Linked DNA regions of Sus scrofa: all the other regions are linked to region 1. A link is a contact called in public promoter capture Hi-C data. All regions are on one chromosome and are shown on one strand. Each heading gives the region's core, a stretch centred on a gene start, on an enhancer-like site or on the middle of the called end of the contact. The rest is flanking DNA. Distances are from core to core; before and after follow the strand shown. Region 1 holds the start of SLC35B1 (solute carrier family 35 member B1). Region 2 overlaps KAT7 (lysine acetyltransferase 7). Region 3 holds the start of KAT7 (lysine acetyltransferase 7).

What was found. Promoter capture Hi-C pulls out the DNA fragments that hold promoters and counts their contacts.
Region 2: a contact with region 1 is called in a promoter capture Hi-C map of fetal liver, with 4 times the contacts expected there. The contact joins the enhancer-like site here to the promoter of SLC35B1 in region 1. A contact is called at or near these places in 2 of 5 promoter capture datasets (fetal liver and fetal skeletal muscle), 4 of 47 Hi-C or Micro-C datasets (blood, embryonic fibroblasts, heart right ventricle and 1 more) and 2 of 2 datasets of contacts at active chromatin or transcription factors (alveolar macrophages and skeletal muscle).
Region 3: a promoter capture Hi-C map of liver shows a contact between it and region 1, with 2.8 times the contacts expected there. The contact joins the promoter of KAT7 here to the promoter of SLC35B1 in region 1. A contact is called at or near these places in 1 of 5 promoter capture datasets (liver), 21 of 47 Hi-C or Micro-C datasets (adipose tissue, blood, brain and 12 more) and 2 of 2 datasets of contacts at active chromatin or transcription factors (alveolar macrophages and skeletal muscle).

The regions. Positions count from the first base shown.
Region 1 is chr12:25,885,904-25,891,055 of Sscrofa11.1, reverse strand. SLC35B1 (solute carrier family 35 member B1) reads left to right here and starts at 2,510. Exons shown (of 9, transcript XM_021067140.1): 1 at 2,510-2,965; 2 at 3,629-3,732; 3 at 4,330-4,460; 4 at 4,741-4,771. The coding sequence starts at 2,760. It overlaps FAM117A (protein FAM117A), which reads left to right. Exons shown (of 8, transcript XM_003358095.5): 8 at 1-185.
Region 2 is chr12:25,992,374-25,997,525 of Sscrofa11.1, reverse strand. KAT7 (lysine acetyltransferase 7) reads right to left here. Exons shown (of 15, transcript NM_001195359.1): 9 at 2,686-2,877. Among named protein-coding and RNA genes, the nearest start is that of KAT7, 24 kb to the right of the region's middle. Within about 2 kb of position 2,590, at least 7 of the 83 cell types and tissues checked have an H3K27ac peak or open chromatin away from gene starts, as enhancers often do.
Region 3 is chr12:25,967,753-25,972,904 of Sscrofa11.1, reverse strand. KAT7 (lysine acetyltransferase 7) reads right to left here and starts at 1,929. Exons shown (of 15, transcript NM_001195359.1): 1 at 1,772-1,929. The coding sequence starts at 1,786.

The DNA of each region.
Region 1 (5,152 bases), core at 1,261-3,760:
GACTCTCGACCCTCCACCTGCCCCAGGACTGGGTTGGATTAGAAAAATGCCTATTTTTCTTGTATCGATGTAGAAACTCTATTTTCTCCCAAAGACACTATTTTTGCAGCTGTTTGAAGTTTGTATATTTTCCGTACTGCAGAGCTTACACAAAATTGAAGAAGAATGTTGATGTTCAGGTTTTATTATCCTGTGTTTAGAAGTTTTTTTTTTGTTTTTTTTTTTTGTTTTTGTTTTTTTGCCGATCTTGGTGTTAATAGACCAAATAAATAAGTATTCCCAGCAGCTTGAGGTCCTGCTAAATATTTTGGGGGGAGGGAGCGGGATGTAGATTGAGGGCATCATATGAATATCACTTCATCCTTGCCTTCGAGAGAAGCCTTAACACTTAATGTTGGGTGGCTGGATCCAGAGTCTCTGTTCGTGGGACACCGGGCTTGCATTTTTCTACATGGACATAGAAACAGTGGGTCTGGGGAAAGGCTGTCCAGAATGAGGAATATGGTGGAAGAGCAGTGAAGGAGTTGGTGGGGGAAGTCATCCATTCTTGGGTGAGCCTGGAAAAGCGCCCTGGGGAGAGTGGATTTCAGCAGGGAAATGAGGGTGACCAACGGGAGACAGTTCGACAGTGTGTGTGTGTTGCTTGCATCAGCAAAGGAAACAAGACCAGGGAATGACATTCAGATTGAATCTTGGGGCACAGTTTTAGGAAAGCTTTAGCTCCTTTGGAGCATCCTTTTCATGTTATATTAGTGAGTACCCACAACACAAAGAGTAGAAGAAACTGTTCCTGTCCTTTTGCAGCCTCTCAGCTTTATAGGACTTTTTTTCCCCCTTCCTGTGTGTTTTTGTCTTGCTTTTTATGGTCCATGATGCTAGCTGAAGTTGTCAGTACAATGAAACCAAACTGATGGGACCAGAGCAGGTAACCATACCTTTAAGAGCTCTCAGGCTTTTGGGAAAAATGAGAATAACTATGCAATTTGCAAAGCATTTTCACAAAAGACACATTATCCTCATTGTGTGGGTCAAAGTTGACTACCCCAAAGGCAGGCATAGCTATCATTGAATCTATCTCATAAAACCTCAAAACAAACTCTTAAGCCAGGCTATCCCAACTACCAAGCCTTGGCTAGATAAGCATCAGACACACTGTAAAATGCTTTACATAAAACGTCATTGAACTATCACAGCTTCCCAATGTGATAAATCCCACTGTACTAATGAAAGAAGGACCCCCCCCCCCAAATTGAATAATTTCTCTCCCCCAAACAGATACAAAGCAAGGGAGCTAGGACTGGGAACCAGATCATTTGAATCCAGTGCCCATGCTTCTAGCCACAGTGCCCTCCCGCTTGTTGTTATATTTCCATTAATTGCAGATGAGGAAACTTGACTCAGAGGTCAAGTGAATTGTTTGAGGTCCCAGGTGGTAAAGAGGCAGAGCTGGGACTGGAACCCCAGCTCGGTGCCCCGGAATTGTCGGCTAATACAATAGAGTAAGCCACTGCATAAGACAGCAAACGTGGGGGTCCCTCTCCCTAAGATAAAGGAGATAGAGAGTTGGGGACAGACCGTATCTTCTACTTCTTACCCCTCCCCGAAAGATGTTGGCCTACCCCCAGAGTCTTAGTGAGTCAGGCCCAGAGTGATGGGTGTGGTGCTGCCCCGAGTTTCCTTCCTTTGACTGAGGCTGTGCCAAAGGAGTAAGTAGGCTGCTAGAAGGGGAGAAAGAGCAGCCCAGAGTTCAATGATTAAGGTGGGGCTGGAGGGGGGTAGTGGCAAGTCCTGGGGTCAGTCCGCCCTAGCTCTTGGTGTCAGCCCCTAGAGGCCCAACACTTAGATGAGGGTGGGCCCCAACAAGGAGCTCATTAATGCGGGAGGGTTTGCTCCATTGTGGGTGACTTGAAAAGACCTTGAAGAAAATCCACTTCAGTAAGCTTCCATTTCCACCTCCAGGATGTGAGAGATCAGAGTTGAGAAAGTAATGACTAATAAATACCTTAAACGTGCACAGCACACTTTGCAGTTTATAAAACACTTTCACCAACCTCTGCTCATTTGATTCTCAGAACAGTCAAGAAGCGACAAGGTGGCTATTACTAATTATCCCATAGACTATATATAGACCAGGAAAACCGTGGCTCGGAATTTAGGTGACATGCGTAAGTTACCCTGCCTTTAAGTGACAGAGCTGAGACAGGCCCTTGGAAGCCTAGCGATGTGCCTAGAACGCTCCCCGAAGCCAGGCCTTGAACGCTCTGCTGGTAAAGGGCTTAGAGTCGGGGGCGCTGGGCAGCAGCTAGGGGGCGCTAAGGCTCCATTGAGCGTTTCAGGGCGTTAGGACCCAGCAGAAGCCTGACAGCAGACCGGGGAAAAAAAAGACTGTAGATTTGCCCGGCCGGCGTACTCCTCCTTCCCGCCCACCTGTCTGTTTTCTCACGGTGCAGCCAATTGGTTACCTCCACATCCCTCTACGTCATCATTCCACGCCCGCGTACCTCCTAGGCCTTCCCGTCTAGCTCCGTGTCGAAGTTGTCCTCGGAGTTGCCTGATCGGAAAGTCTCGAGAGCAAGGCGTTACCCTCGGGGTATTTGGCTCGCTTGGCCACCCGGGACAAGGACAAAGCCCCAGGGCGGGTCTCCTTTCCTTAGAAGCGGGTGCTGGGTTCTGAGGAGTTTCCTCCTAGTCAGACCTGAGCTGGCAGTTCTAGCGGTAGCCGCTGGGGCCCTACTGGGCAGCGGTCGCATGCAGCTCCTATGAGGGCCCTGTCGCCGGTCGGCGATGTCCGGCTGGACCTGTCGCCGCCGCCGCCGCTGCCGGCTGTGAGCGGGTCTCCGGTCGGGTCGTCCGGGCGTCTCATGGCCGCTAGCAGCTCCCTGGTGCCCGACCGGCTGCGCCTGCCGCTGTGTTTCCTCGGCGTCTTTGTCTGCTATTTCTACTATGGGATACTGCAGGAAAAGATGTAAGCTGATACCCCGGGTCGGAACGCAGACACCCCCGTCCCATCCTGCTTCATCTCCCCAGCCTGTGGTCGGGTTCGCGGTCCTCCCACCCCTGCTCCCTCCCTTCTCAGCATCCTGACACCTTTGCAGTTGCGGCTAGACCTCCCCAGATTTCCAAAACGCGAAAGCTGGTCTCTGGATTCTCGGGAGCTGATTATTTTTCTTCCCTTAATTGCTATTTTTCTTCCCTTAATTGCTTTTTTTCTTGTTTGGTCTAAGGAGCTGGGTTTTACAGGCTTAGGTTTCCACGACCTGTGCCGGCCCCTCTTTGGAACTCCCAGATGCTTGCAGAGAGCTGATTCCTTTGCCCTCGGCCTTGCTGCTGTAGCTCATCCCTTTTTCTGTTGCCTGGGGTACTTCCTTTCACCAACTAGTTGTTCGTGTTTTCCTTTAGCTCTGTCCTTTACGGATATTTTTCTTGTAGACCTTGGGATTCGCAGCCTGAAATGTCATTTCTAGATCCAATAAAATCAGTTCTTACTGTAAATGAGCCTGGCAATCCATACCAAACTCTCTCTACATCTGGCAGGATAGTTTCAAGAGTTCAGAGGCTCTGGATTAGTAGATGACACTGAGAGAAGTGTACTAATTCCTCCCCTCTTTCTCATGCATTTCATTCTTAGAACAAGAGGAAAGTATGGGGAGGGAGCCAAGCAGGAGACGTTCACTTTTGCCTTAACTTTGGTCTTCATCCAGTGTGTGATCAATGCTGTGTTTGCCAAGATCTGTGAGTACCTAGTAATCCGTTGTGTGCCCCGCTCCCGTGGTATCCTAGGCTTTAGGCAGAGGCCCAGCCTTAAGGTCTAATTCTTAAGACTCTCGGCCCCTTTAGCACTGAAACAGCCTCTCTGTTCGATCTATAAAACTAGTGGCTTTGGAAAAGGGTGAAACCCCATTTCTTTAAATCAAGTCACATTTCTCAGAACTGTGAAGAGGATGGGTCTTCTGTGTTTCAGATCCCCATGAGAACATTTTATCCTTTTTTCTTTGTCCTTTTGATTTTCCTTTGTGTGTCAGCTTCAAGCACATTTTGAGCTTTCTTTGTTCCTTGGGTGCTCGCAAGGCTGACTGGTCTCTTAAACTGAATGAGCACCTCCGCACCCCCTCTGTCCCCGCCCCCACCCCTGCATGAGGTCTTATGTTAGGCTTAAGAGGAATTGGAGAGTTGGAGAATCTTCAGAGATTTCCCCATCTAAAAGGACAGAAATAGTTGGTGCTTCTCATCTTATTTGACAATTTCCTTTCATGTGGTTTTGGCCTTTGCCCAGTGGTCCATCCTAGGCCCACCGGGTTTCTCTTGTATGTTTCCTTTGTCTTCTCACAGTGATCCAGTTTTTTGACACTGCCAGGGTGGATCGGACTCGGAGCTGGCTCTATGCTGCTTGTTCTGTCTCCTATCTGGGCGCCATGGTCTCCAGCAACTCAGCACTACAGTTTGTCAACTACCCAACTCAGGTGAAACCTCAGGGTGGGCTAAGGGTTGGCTCCGAAGTTATTCAAAAAGGACGAAGGAGTCTTCCCTCAGGTCTGTGACTTAAACAAAAAGAGAGTGTGTTTAAGAAATGAAGAGTGCAAAGAGCCCTCAATCCGAGTGGTGGTGGGTTGGCCGTGATAGGGTTGCTTTCTGAGGTTGCAGTCCTGGTGCAGGCCCCACACCTGCTCTTCTTAAGGTAGCACCTCGCACAGTACCTGCCGCATCTCAGGCACTCATGTTTTTTGCTGAATTTAATTTCAGGTCCTTGGTAAATCCTGCAAGCCAATCCCAGGTAAGCAGAAGAAGATGGTCGCCAGCTTCCATCCTCACTCTTCCTGCAGGAAGCTCTCTCCTCCTCTGCTAGAGCTCTCTGTCCCTCTGGGCTTTGTCATGCCCCACAGCTATCCCTCAAGACTTCCCTCCAGCCCTTCTCCCTGCCCTTCCTGTCATCCGGGTCACTTCCTGGGGTGTTGGGTGTGCACAGGCTGATAATCCTCACTGTGGGCCAGAGGCCGACCTAATCTGCCTTGCGTGGCAGTCATTTTGGTGTCCCCCATGTTCACAGGGCCATGAGACACCCTCAGTCCCATTTGATTATCGGTTTCCTTTTTCTCCACCTCTCATTTGTCCCCACTGCCCGCCTCACTCTCCCCCCCCCCCCCCCCCCGCCGCC
Region 2 (5,152 bases), core at 1,341-3,840, 110 kb before region 1:
ATAAATAAAAAATATCCCTGGCTTATTACAAAACGTCCTGTGCCAACAGGAAATTCTTAAGCAGCTTATTTCTAGCAGCTTAGAGTTGCTAAGTAAAAGAACTCTCACCTTTACCAATAACTTGGCACCTAAACCACCATGGGCTTTTTTTTTTTTTTTTTTTTCAGATTAGAAAACAGACCCAGTGATAACAACCAGGCCCCTCTCCAAGTGTTCCCCTTGTTACACTTGAAGGTTATGAGTAAGTCCTCCTGTGGCTTAAAAACAAAACAACAAAAACCCAAAGAGGCAAGGCAGCCTGACTGAGCAGCAGGAAGCCAGGCTAGGAGTACGCGGTTGGGGATGAATGACAACTTGGCCACAAGGGGGCACAAGGTACCCCTTTCCTCTCGCTCAATTGCTAATAGGTTTAATGTAGCCGGAAGGGAAGCCGCGGTTGTAAATATGTGAATTCTTGAAAGGTTTCATGTAAAATACACATTAAAATATCATTTAAGGAGTTTCTGTTGTGGCTCAGTGGTAACAAACCTAACTAGTACCCATGGGACACAGGTTCGATCCCTGCCCTCGCTCAGTGGGTTAAGGATCCGGCATTGCCAGATTTGATCCCTAGCCCGGGAACTTCCACATGCTGTGGGTGAGACCCTAAAAAGACCCCCCCCAAAAAAAAAAAAAATCGTATATAGGAGTTCCAATTGTGTGTGGCTCAGCAGTTACAAACCCAACTAGTATCCATGAGGACGTAGGTTCAATCCCTGGCCTCACTCAGTGGGTTAGGGATCCAGTACTGCCTTGAGCTGTGGTGTTAAGTCACAGACGCAGCTCAGATCTGGCGTGGCTGTGGCGGAGGCTGGCAACTGCAGCTACAATTCGACCCCTAGCCCAGGAACCTCCATATGCTGCAGGTACAGCCTTAAAAGGACAGGAAAAAAAAAAAAAAAAAAAAGCCTATGTATGTGGAACATTTTCTATTAAATTTTATTGTGACTCTTGGTCAACTCAAGAATCATGCCCCAATTTGTCACGTCTAAGTCCAACCATGCACTAAGTGGGATTGCTTCAAGAAACCTCCACCTGGAGTTTCTTCCTGTCCCCGCCCCTTTACTCATGCTGGCTCTTCCCAACAGTAAGAAAAACTAACAACAGTTATTCATTTAGAAACAGAAGCCAAACTGTTGGTCACATGGCCAAAGAAAAATTTCTATGATTACGCCTAAAGCAACAGGAATTTGAAGAGGTGTGGGTTAAAGCAGGTTTTTATTTCCTGGAATTTGATTTCTTACAACTCACATAATAGAGATTCTCAAATATTTAGAATGTTTACTTGATGCTCAGATTTATCTAGACCCATTTTGCCCCCACACTATTTCTTGCTTTTTGGCTACTCCACTGATTAGTGCCACTAAATAAAGAAGAAGAAAAAGGGTAAGCAATTCACATCAATAAAAATGCCAGTCTTTCACACGTAAATCCTTATTTTAGTTTATCTCCAGGGGCTACAATCACAGAGCCCAGTCCTTGCTCATCACCCCTCCTCCCCACCAGTCTAGTGCCAGCCTAGTGTGCCAGAGTCTAGAGGCCTTAGCGTGCAGTGGCAGTTCTGGGCCACCACGTACTCCAGAGTTGGAAACACACAAACAAAGCAGTTATCACCAACCTGGGGTGAAGAGTGTTATGATAGAAATCACAGGAAGCCTGGGTTATAGACACTCAGCAGGGGGCAATTCTGAGAAGCAAAGATGGAGGGGGAAAGAAAAAGAGACGCCCTAAAAGGTCTTACAGCTACAATTACCTTGTGACTACGGACATAGAAAAAACGAAGGTCTCCCTGTCTGAAAGACTAACTGCCACCCCTGACCCTTTCCCATCCCTGCCTGCTCCATGGTAGAAATTCCCTGTAACACAAGACTTTTCAGGAGCTCCCACTGTGGGGCAGTGGGTTAAGGATCCGATGTTGCCTCGGTTCAGCTGTAGCTTGGATTTGATCCCCCGGTCCAAGAACTTTGGTATGTCACAGGTGCAGTCAAAAAAAAAAGACACGACTTCTCATTCCATAACTGGGGAAAGAAAAACAGCTTAAAGCTGCAAAATTATCTAGTTAAGTATTATCTGTCAACAATAAGATCAGATTCAAGTGCTTATTCCTATTTTAACAGGAAGAAGACTGTTCAGAAACCAGAAAAACACTAAGCAACTCAAGGGAAAGGCTGACCCAAGGACCCGTTCTATTAATTTCATAATTTGTCTTCCTTCATTCAACATATTCACGAGGCATTTATGGGGTAATTAGCCCATGCTGGTTGCTAGGGATACAAAGGGGAGTTACGGAGACCCGGCTTGTCTAATAAAGTTTATCTAATGAAGTCCATTTATTTTTCTCTAGTTTGAGACACAGAAGAACTGTGGGCAGAAGTAATTCACATCCCATAGAAAAAGCAGAGAAGGACAGGCAGCAAGAAAAAAGACAGGGAGATGAGTACAGGAGGATGTGGTTACAGGTCACTGAGCACCAGCCACGCCAAAGGCTGCTTACCCCACCCTGAAACGTGGCTTTCAATTTCCTGTGCCTTCATCTCATTTCTGTGGACCACTGAGAGATGCTTAGATAGGTGTCAACATCCAGAGATTCTACAGCTTAACGCCACCATGGTCATGGAACTCCCACCCCCCACCCCGACAACTTACCATGTGTCGACGCAGTATTGTTTGACTCTTCATGTATTTTAAACAGAATTCACACATGTAGAGACGTCCCAGTCGTGCATATTCTTCAGGATAGGGAGAATGGTACCACGTATCTAGCTCGTAGCGACCAAAAGCAATTGTTTTAATCATGTTGCTCCCCTCTGTGATTTGGCCTTGCAGCCTCAACTTCTCCTATTGTAGAGAAGAAATCAAGGAAAAGGAGGATTTAGCATTGATCATCTTTGTGGCTGTAAGCTGTGTGCATGCCACCACGCCAGACACTGGAAACAAATAAAAAAGATTTGGCTTCTACCTCATGAGAAACTTGCACTTTTCTGAAGACGACTACAGTGGACTGAATAACCAGGAATGCTTATAGACGATCTACTGTCTACCACTGCCCAGAGCACAGCTCTCAAAAGAGTAGCTAGTCTCTTGTTTCCTACCACGCTTTGGCTCTCATCTCTTGAACATCAGAACAAGTCCTTAGTAAAATTTTCTTTTTCTCAGCCCCAACCAAACTGAACTCTAAAAGGCAATCTACTGCAAATACAAACTCCCTTCTCCTTTACAAATCTTTCTAAAACCAGACAAAAGAGCCTCTAGAATCCTCTAGAAAGCTGCCTAGATCGGCATGACATACACCCACAGTGGCCATCCTCTCAACTCAGGTCCCTTAGAAAAAAAATTTTTTTTACTCTTTTTAGGGCCAAACCCATGGCACATGGAAGTTCCCAGGCTAGGGGTTGAATCAGAGCTGTAGGTGCCGGCCCACGCCACAGCCAAAGCAACGCCAGATCTGAGCTGTGTCTGCAGCCTATACCAACAGCTATGGCAACGCCGGATCCCTAATCCACTGAGTGAGGCCAGGGAATGAACCCCAGTCCTCATGGATATTAGTCGGGTTCATTACCACTGTTACAACGGGAACTACTAAAAAATATTTTTGAAACATGGATGATGCTTTAATTCTGAAATCTAAAGCGAGGAAAAGTAGAAGATGTTTGGGTACCTGTCCCCACTCAGTGGCTATGAGCTGGCTACAGAAATAATTTTGAAGAATAACCGGGTGGTGAGTTGTGAAAAGCTGGCCTAGGAAATGCTCTGCAGGAGAGAGAAAACCAGCAACAGCCTGACCAAGGGCAGCTATCAAACCCTGCCTCCCAAAACACTTTTAACAAGTCTATTCGAGTTTTTTTTTTTTCTTTTAGGGCCACACCCAAGACATACAGAAGTTCCCAGGCTATGGGTCGAATCAGAGAGCTACTGCCAGCCTACACCACAGCCATAGCAATGTGGGATCCAAGCCACATCTGCAACCTACACCACACCTCACGGCAACGCCAGATCCTTAATCCACTGAGCAAGGCCAGGGACTGAACCTGTATCCTCATGGATACTGGTGGGGTTTGTTAACCACTGAGCCACAACGGGAACTCCCAGATTTTTTTTTTTTTTAAAGGAAGATGAAATTCACTTTACAAACTAAGTTTCCCTGAACACATTTAATTGATTAAATCAGAGGTAAACTAAATCACGATTTCCTGAGATCAAAGTTGTTGAAAATTCTGCCTAGGGAGTCAAAATTAAGTAATTATAAATAAAAATCAGAAGAGAAACCATCTTAATGTATGAAATTTGGCTGTGTCAAAGAATAATTCTACAATATCTGAGTTCCCGTGTGGCACAGCAGGTTAAGTATCTGGTGTTGTCACTGCAACGCTTGGGTCACTGCTGTGGCTCGGGTTTGTTCCCTGGCCTAGGAACTTCTGCAAAAAGAAAAAGAAAGAAAAGATCTGACGCAGGAGTGGATAAAGAAGATGTGGTACATATACACAATGGAATATTACTCAGCCATTAAAAAAAAAATCCGGCGTTTGCAGCGACAGGGACCTAGAAATCATCCTGCTTAAGTGAAGTTAGGCAGTGAGGCACAACGTCATATGCTATCACCTACATGTGGAATCTGAAAAAAGGACACAATGAACTTCTTTACAGAACAGATACTGACTCACAGACTTTGAAAAACTTATGGTTTCCAAAGGAGAGAAGTTGGGGCGTGGGGGGATGCGCTGGGGGTATGGGATAGAAATGCTATAAAATTAGGTTGTGATGATCACTGTACAACTATAAATGTAATAAAATTCATTAAAAAAAGAAAATATCCAACGACAAGCTCTTTTATTATCCCTCTTCACCGTTCTTTTTATTCCTTTATAGCTGTAAGGAAGGGCTGAGGCAAACCTGCAAAGGGAGTTCCCAGTCCAGAGGTTCCCAGTCTAGAGTTGCAATTCTACCCAACCCAATTCTGCAATCAGAATTGCAAACTACCCAACTAAGACAAAGGGGCACCTATTGTTTTATCAACCACCTCCAACCTTCCAGGAGTAGAGGAGGGAAGGGAAAACTTTTGAGATGAGGCAAGGGAGGAGGGGTAATTAATTTTAAATATGAATGGGAAGGAAGA
Region 3 (5,152 bases), core at 680-3,179, 82 kb before region 1:
AGCTCTGATTTGATGCCTAGCCTGGGAACCTCTGTATGCCACAGATGCACCCCTAAAAAAAAAAGCAAAAAAAATTTTAAACCATAAAGAGAGATGCATTTGCTTAAAAAAAACATACAAGAAGCAAAAACAAACAAAAAGCCCCCTTAGGATCAGATGTGTTTAGAATTCATAATTTTTTAGAAAGGAATAGTCTGCATACATCCTGCAAATAACACCCTTTCTGCAGCAAAATATATGTACAATCACACTAAATGAGACACAAAAACTGTAAATAGCCTCAGAACAGTTTAGAACAGGTTCTGCCAAGAAATAAGTTACTAAAAAACACACATTTTCAAGAACTCTTTGTACTTGGGGATTGCAAAAAGGAGACTGTGGGCCTATTCCAAGACACCAGTACTATTTGGTGAGCCTTAACATAAATACCACCTATCAATGTAGGTCATTTTGGAGACATTAAAAAATGTAAATATTTGAAAGCCTCTGTGAAGAGAAAGATTTCTGCAGAAATGAGCAAGACCACCACCCAGCGTTCCAAATATTTCAAGGATAATCTGCCAGGAAATGAGTGGAGGATCCACAGAGAATCACCAAAAATTAAGATGAAAGGGGAGTCTTAAAGGTCATCCAATCCAATTACCCAGCTATTTGAATCCCTAATCATCTCTGCCCATCCCTTCCTGGCATGACCCTGGAGCTCAGCTCTCCTCTACTGCTTTCACCAACTACTTCCCATCTTACTCCAGAGCAGATTAAATTGCTCCACTTCCCTCCCATTAATCTTTATTACTGCCAAGTAGAGAATTTACTAAACCCTTCTACAGTTATTTAAATGTCTGTTTTCCTCTCAGACTCTGATTCCTTAAGCCAGTGATCATGTCTAATTAATTTTCGAGTCCTCGGCAACCAGCACATAGCGAAGAGTCAATAAACGTTTGTTGAACTGAATTAGATTTGTCCTGTAGTCCAGGCTCTGTCATTGCCTAATTGAGTGGCTTGGGGCACTCCCTTAAGCCTCTGCTTAGCTGAGAAAAGGGATGGGGGTGTCCCTAGATGACATCGTCAAGTCCCATTTAATTCTAGGAAGTTTCCGATTTACGAACTTCATTTTCTAGGCGCTGTCCAACTAAGCACATAAGGGAAAACCGCAGCTTAGGTGCAACAGGCCTGGAAGGGATCCCTCGGGAGTGGGCGCTGCTTCTCTACCACCCAGTCCTCTGCTTTGTTGTGTCCTCCGCGGGGAAAGGAAGGATACTCCCCAAACCCCGCCTCTCCTCCTATGAGCATCACCATACGGATGGGAGGGGACTCGTGCCACCCAATCGCGGTCCCGCTAAACCGCGCCCCCACAGGACAGACTGCCAAGCCCCGCCAATCAAGAGAAGAGGGATCGTTCTCTACATCCAGTCGGAGAGCGGTAGAGCCGGGCCTAGACACCGCCCCCACACGCGGGGAGGTGACCGTTGGGCCCAAATGGGCGGTGTCGCCAGCCAATCAACATGCTTCTAGACGTTTCAGCGACCAATTGCCGAGAAGAACGCCTCCGAGCCAGGCAAGCAGAGGGCGGGAATAGGTGCAAGCATAGGCCGAGGCCACAGTCGGGCCCACATTTTTCTGTTGGGTATGGACAGAAGCGAGGGTTGCTGAGCTAGGTTCAGGGAAGCGGGAAGTTGGAACCCAACCACTGTGAGGCGTGGCCAACTGCGTCACTCTTCTCAATCGACTGCCCTTTAGAAACCCGCCATCCCTCCTGTCCCGTTCCTCTCACCTTCCTTCGCGGCATTGCCGGCGGCTGCGGCCCGACGGTTCCGATTCGGGCAGCGGCGGCAGCAGCAGTGGGAACGGTGGCTCCGGCGGGCTCCGTGGCGGCCTCTGTAGCAGTCCCAATCCTGCGGACGATCCCAAGTGCCTCCTGCTTCACAGCGTCTAGACCTTTCTGCGCAGGCGCCGCGGGCTGAGGCGCTTTTTCCTCCACTTCCGGCTGAGGCTTGCGTCACCTGACGTTAGGGCCAGAGAGGATTCTGGGAGGTTTCCCCCTCCGGTGAGGCTAGCGGGAGCCATTTTGGAATTGGGCAGAAAGTGGCAGCGACAGTGGAAACTGGGGCCCGCCATTTTTAGTTAGGGGAATGGCATCCTCTGTAGGCGTGGGTAGCCATTCCTGTTTGGGGCAGAAGCCTGACAGTTGAAGTTAACAGTTCTCATCTTTACAATGGGCAAAATTTCCCTTCCCTTTGGTTTTAATTTCTGAAGTCGAGGAAAGAAAGCCCCAGAATCCATCAGGTTGCTGAGGTTTAACCCCTTAGTCGCCGAATTGGCTAAAGGACGTTTCCCTTTATCACATAAACTCAAAATTGGGAAGGGCTATTTTGCACAAGAAACTATTTTAAGAGCCATTCGGTGTCTCACAGTGCTGGGAATGGGGGCTTGTGAAAGGACAGAAAGAAGGTAGCGTCCTTCATGAAGAAGTTTCTTGTCTGGTAGAGGAGACATTGTCCTTGCCTTTAGCGAACCGCAAGTATGTTGATCCGTTCACTCGCGAAAGGAGACACAACCATTCTCCAGAAACTGTTGCTCCAAAGAATTACCAGTTTAGCTCTGTGGTGAGCACACCCACTTCGTCCCCTCATCCTGTATGGGTTTGAGAGCCTTGGGTGGCCCTCGGGATGAGTGTGTGTGTGTGTGTGTGCGCGCGTGCGCGGTACCAGAGTTGGAAAAGCATTGAACCCCATTAGCCCAAGTGACCTCTCGAAATCCAGACGCTTGAGTCAGGAGTTGGAGGAAGAGGAAGGAATATTTTTAGTAAAGCTGGAGCTCAGAAAGGCATTGATGTTAGCTGCCTAGAAAGGAGAAGTTGGTGGAAGATGTAAGGTTGGCAGAAGAGCGGTAAGAAAAGGCTGAGAAGTGAACAGCAAGCGTTGAGGATTTAACCTCGCTGGGAGAAAAGCCTTGTGTGGAGTAAAGCTTTGCCCAGAGACTGGGAGGAAAAAAAAAAAAAAAAAATCCAAGAGTCATTAAGTTAGGATCCTGGAGCCCGTTTCACCTGAGGCTAGCTAAGATGGAGATTTCCCCCTGGAGCTGAACTAAAGAACAAAGCAGCAGAAGGTAAACATCTGATTGTTGTGCTAAGCAGAGGACTCAGAAGGATTAGAGTTCCAGACCCTTATTTAGCACTCTCCTTGGGTGTATCCTGGGCTGGTAATAACACAGGCAGCTGTTAGTATTTAGGTTTTAATGTTTACCATAAACACCTTTAAATGGCCTACTTAGGTTGAACTGCACAAAAGAACTTATTTAATTTCACACTATTACTGTTATTTTGCACCTACTCGGGTGTTCCCAAGGTTACTCTTGGGTGTTCTGGCTCCCCAACTACTGGTAAAGAGCACTTATGTTAAGACCATATCTCGGGAGTTCCCGTTGTGGCCCAGTGGTAACAAACCCGACTGGTATCCATGAGGATGTGGGTTCCATCCCTGGCCTCAGTGGGTTAAGTATCTGGCATGGCCATGAGTTGTGGTGTAGGTCCCAGATGTGGAACTTCCATGTTCAAACTTCCATATGCTGTGCGTGCGGCCCTAAAAATAAAGTAAAACGAAACAACAACAAAAAAAGCGTATCTCTCTTCTTTTATACCATCCTTAATGGCAGCCAGACTGTGCTCTACCCATAGTAAATTCTTGTTCCTCAATCAAAATATGTTTACTGTTTCACACTGTCAGAATGTCTAGCCCTCAAAGATGGTGAAGTATCCCTCCCTGGGAATTAGCATATGAGAATAAAATCTTATCCTGACTTAGCCATTCATCATACAAATACCAACATTACAAATGTTCCACATTAATCCCTCGCACTGCATTTTCAAACACTGCAGCTAACACCGAAAGAGTTTACAGTTTCATTGAGACATGCCTTGTCCTTGAAGAGCATACCCTCCAGCAGAAATTAGCTCGTGATGCACGAACTGCTGGTTTAAAGCCTTTGACCGGGCCCCTGACAATCCTCATCCGCCAGACTTTGCAAAAGTGGTCCTACTATTCTCCCTGTCTTTGCGCTCTCACACAGGCTTTTCTTCCTGCCTTGATGCATCTCCCGACCATCTTTAAAATTTGCTTTCTTCAGAAGGTCTCTCCTGATGTATTCTTTCTAAGGTAGTAGGGCACAGTGATATGTTAGTTTGTACTTACTGATTTATATATACTTTACAGTTTGGTAGGTGTTCTGTTTCACTCCTCCCGAAACAAGTAATAGGAACATAACTCCTATTTATTTTATTCATCAGCTGTTCTCGTGTCCAGTACTGGGCTCTGATGTCAGATCTGGATTTGAATTTCAGTCCTGCTACTTTGTCTGCTTTGCTCTTGGACAAGTTTTAAAAGGTATTGGTGCCTCAGATTTCTCAGCTGTGAGGTCAAGATACCAATAGCCATGTCACAGGGCTGTTATAAGGATTAAAGGAAATGATTGTTGTAAAGCGCTTAGCACAGTCCCTGACAGAATAAGCGCTCAATAAATAGCCATTATTACTGATCATTATAATTTCAGTCACCCTAGTCATGGCTGGACTATCCTAATGATTGTGAAAAATAACTTTCCATAGTCTTAGTGGTTGTTTGTTTTTGTCTATTGAGACTCGCTTCAGTGCAGGAGGCTCCGAATGTTACCGAGGCATTATGTATTATATATTATATATTGAGTTAAAGCATTAAAACACTGTGTTTCGGGAGTTTCAGTCGTAACTCAGTGGTTAGCGAATCTGACTAGGAACCATGAGGTTGCAGGTTCGATCCCTGGCCTCGCTCAGTGGGTTAAGGATCCAGCGTTGCCGTGAGCTGTGATGTAGGTGGCAGATGCAGCTCGGATCCTGAGTTGCTGGTGGCTCTGGCGTAGGCCTGTGGCTACAGCTCCGATTGGACCCCTAGCCTGGGAACCTCCATATGCCGCTGGAGCGGCCCAAGAAATGGCAAAAAGACAAAAACCAACCAAACAAACAAACAAAAAAAACCCAACATTGTGTTTCCCCAGGCCAGGAAGCTTGTCGTTCCAGAGCACGACAGAGTATTAATGGAACAGCAGAAAGATAAGCAAAGTTCAGAAGTGGTACAGAGAAGGACACTGAGGGTTTGGAAAAGGATTCATACAGAGATGAAGT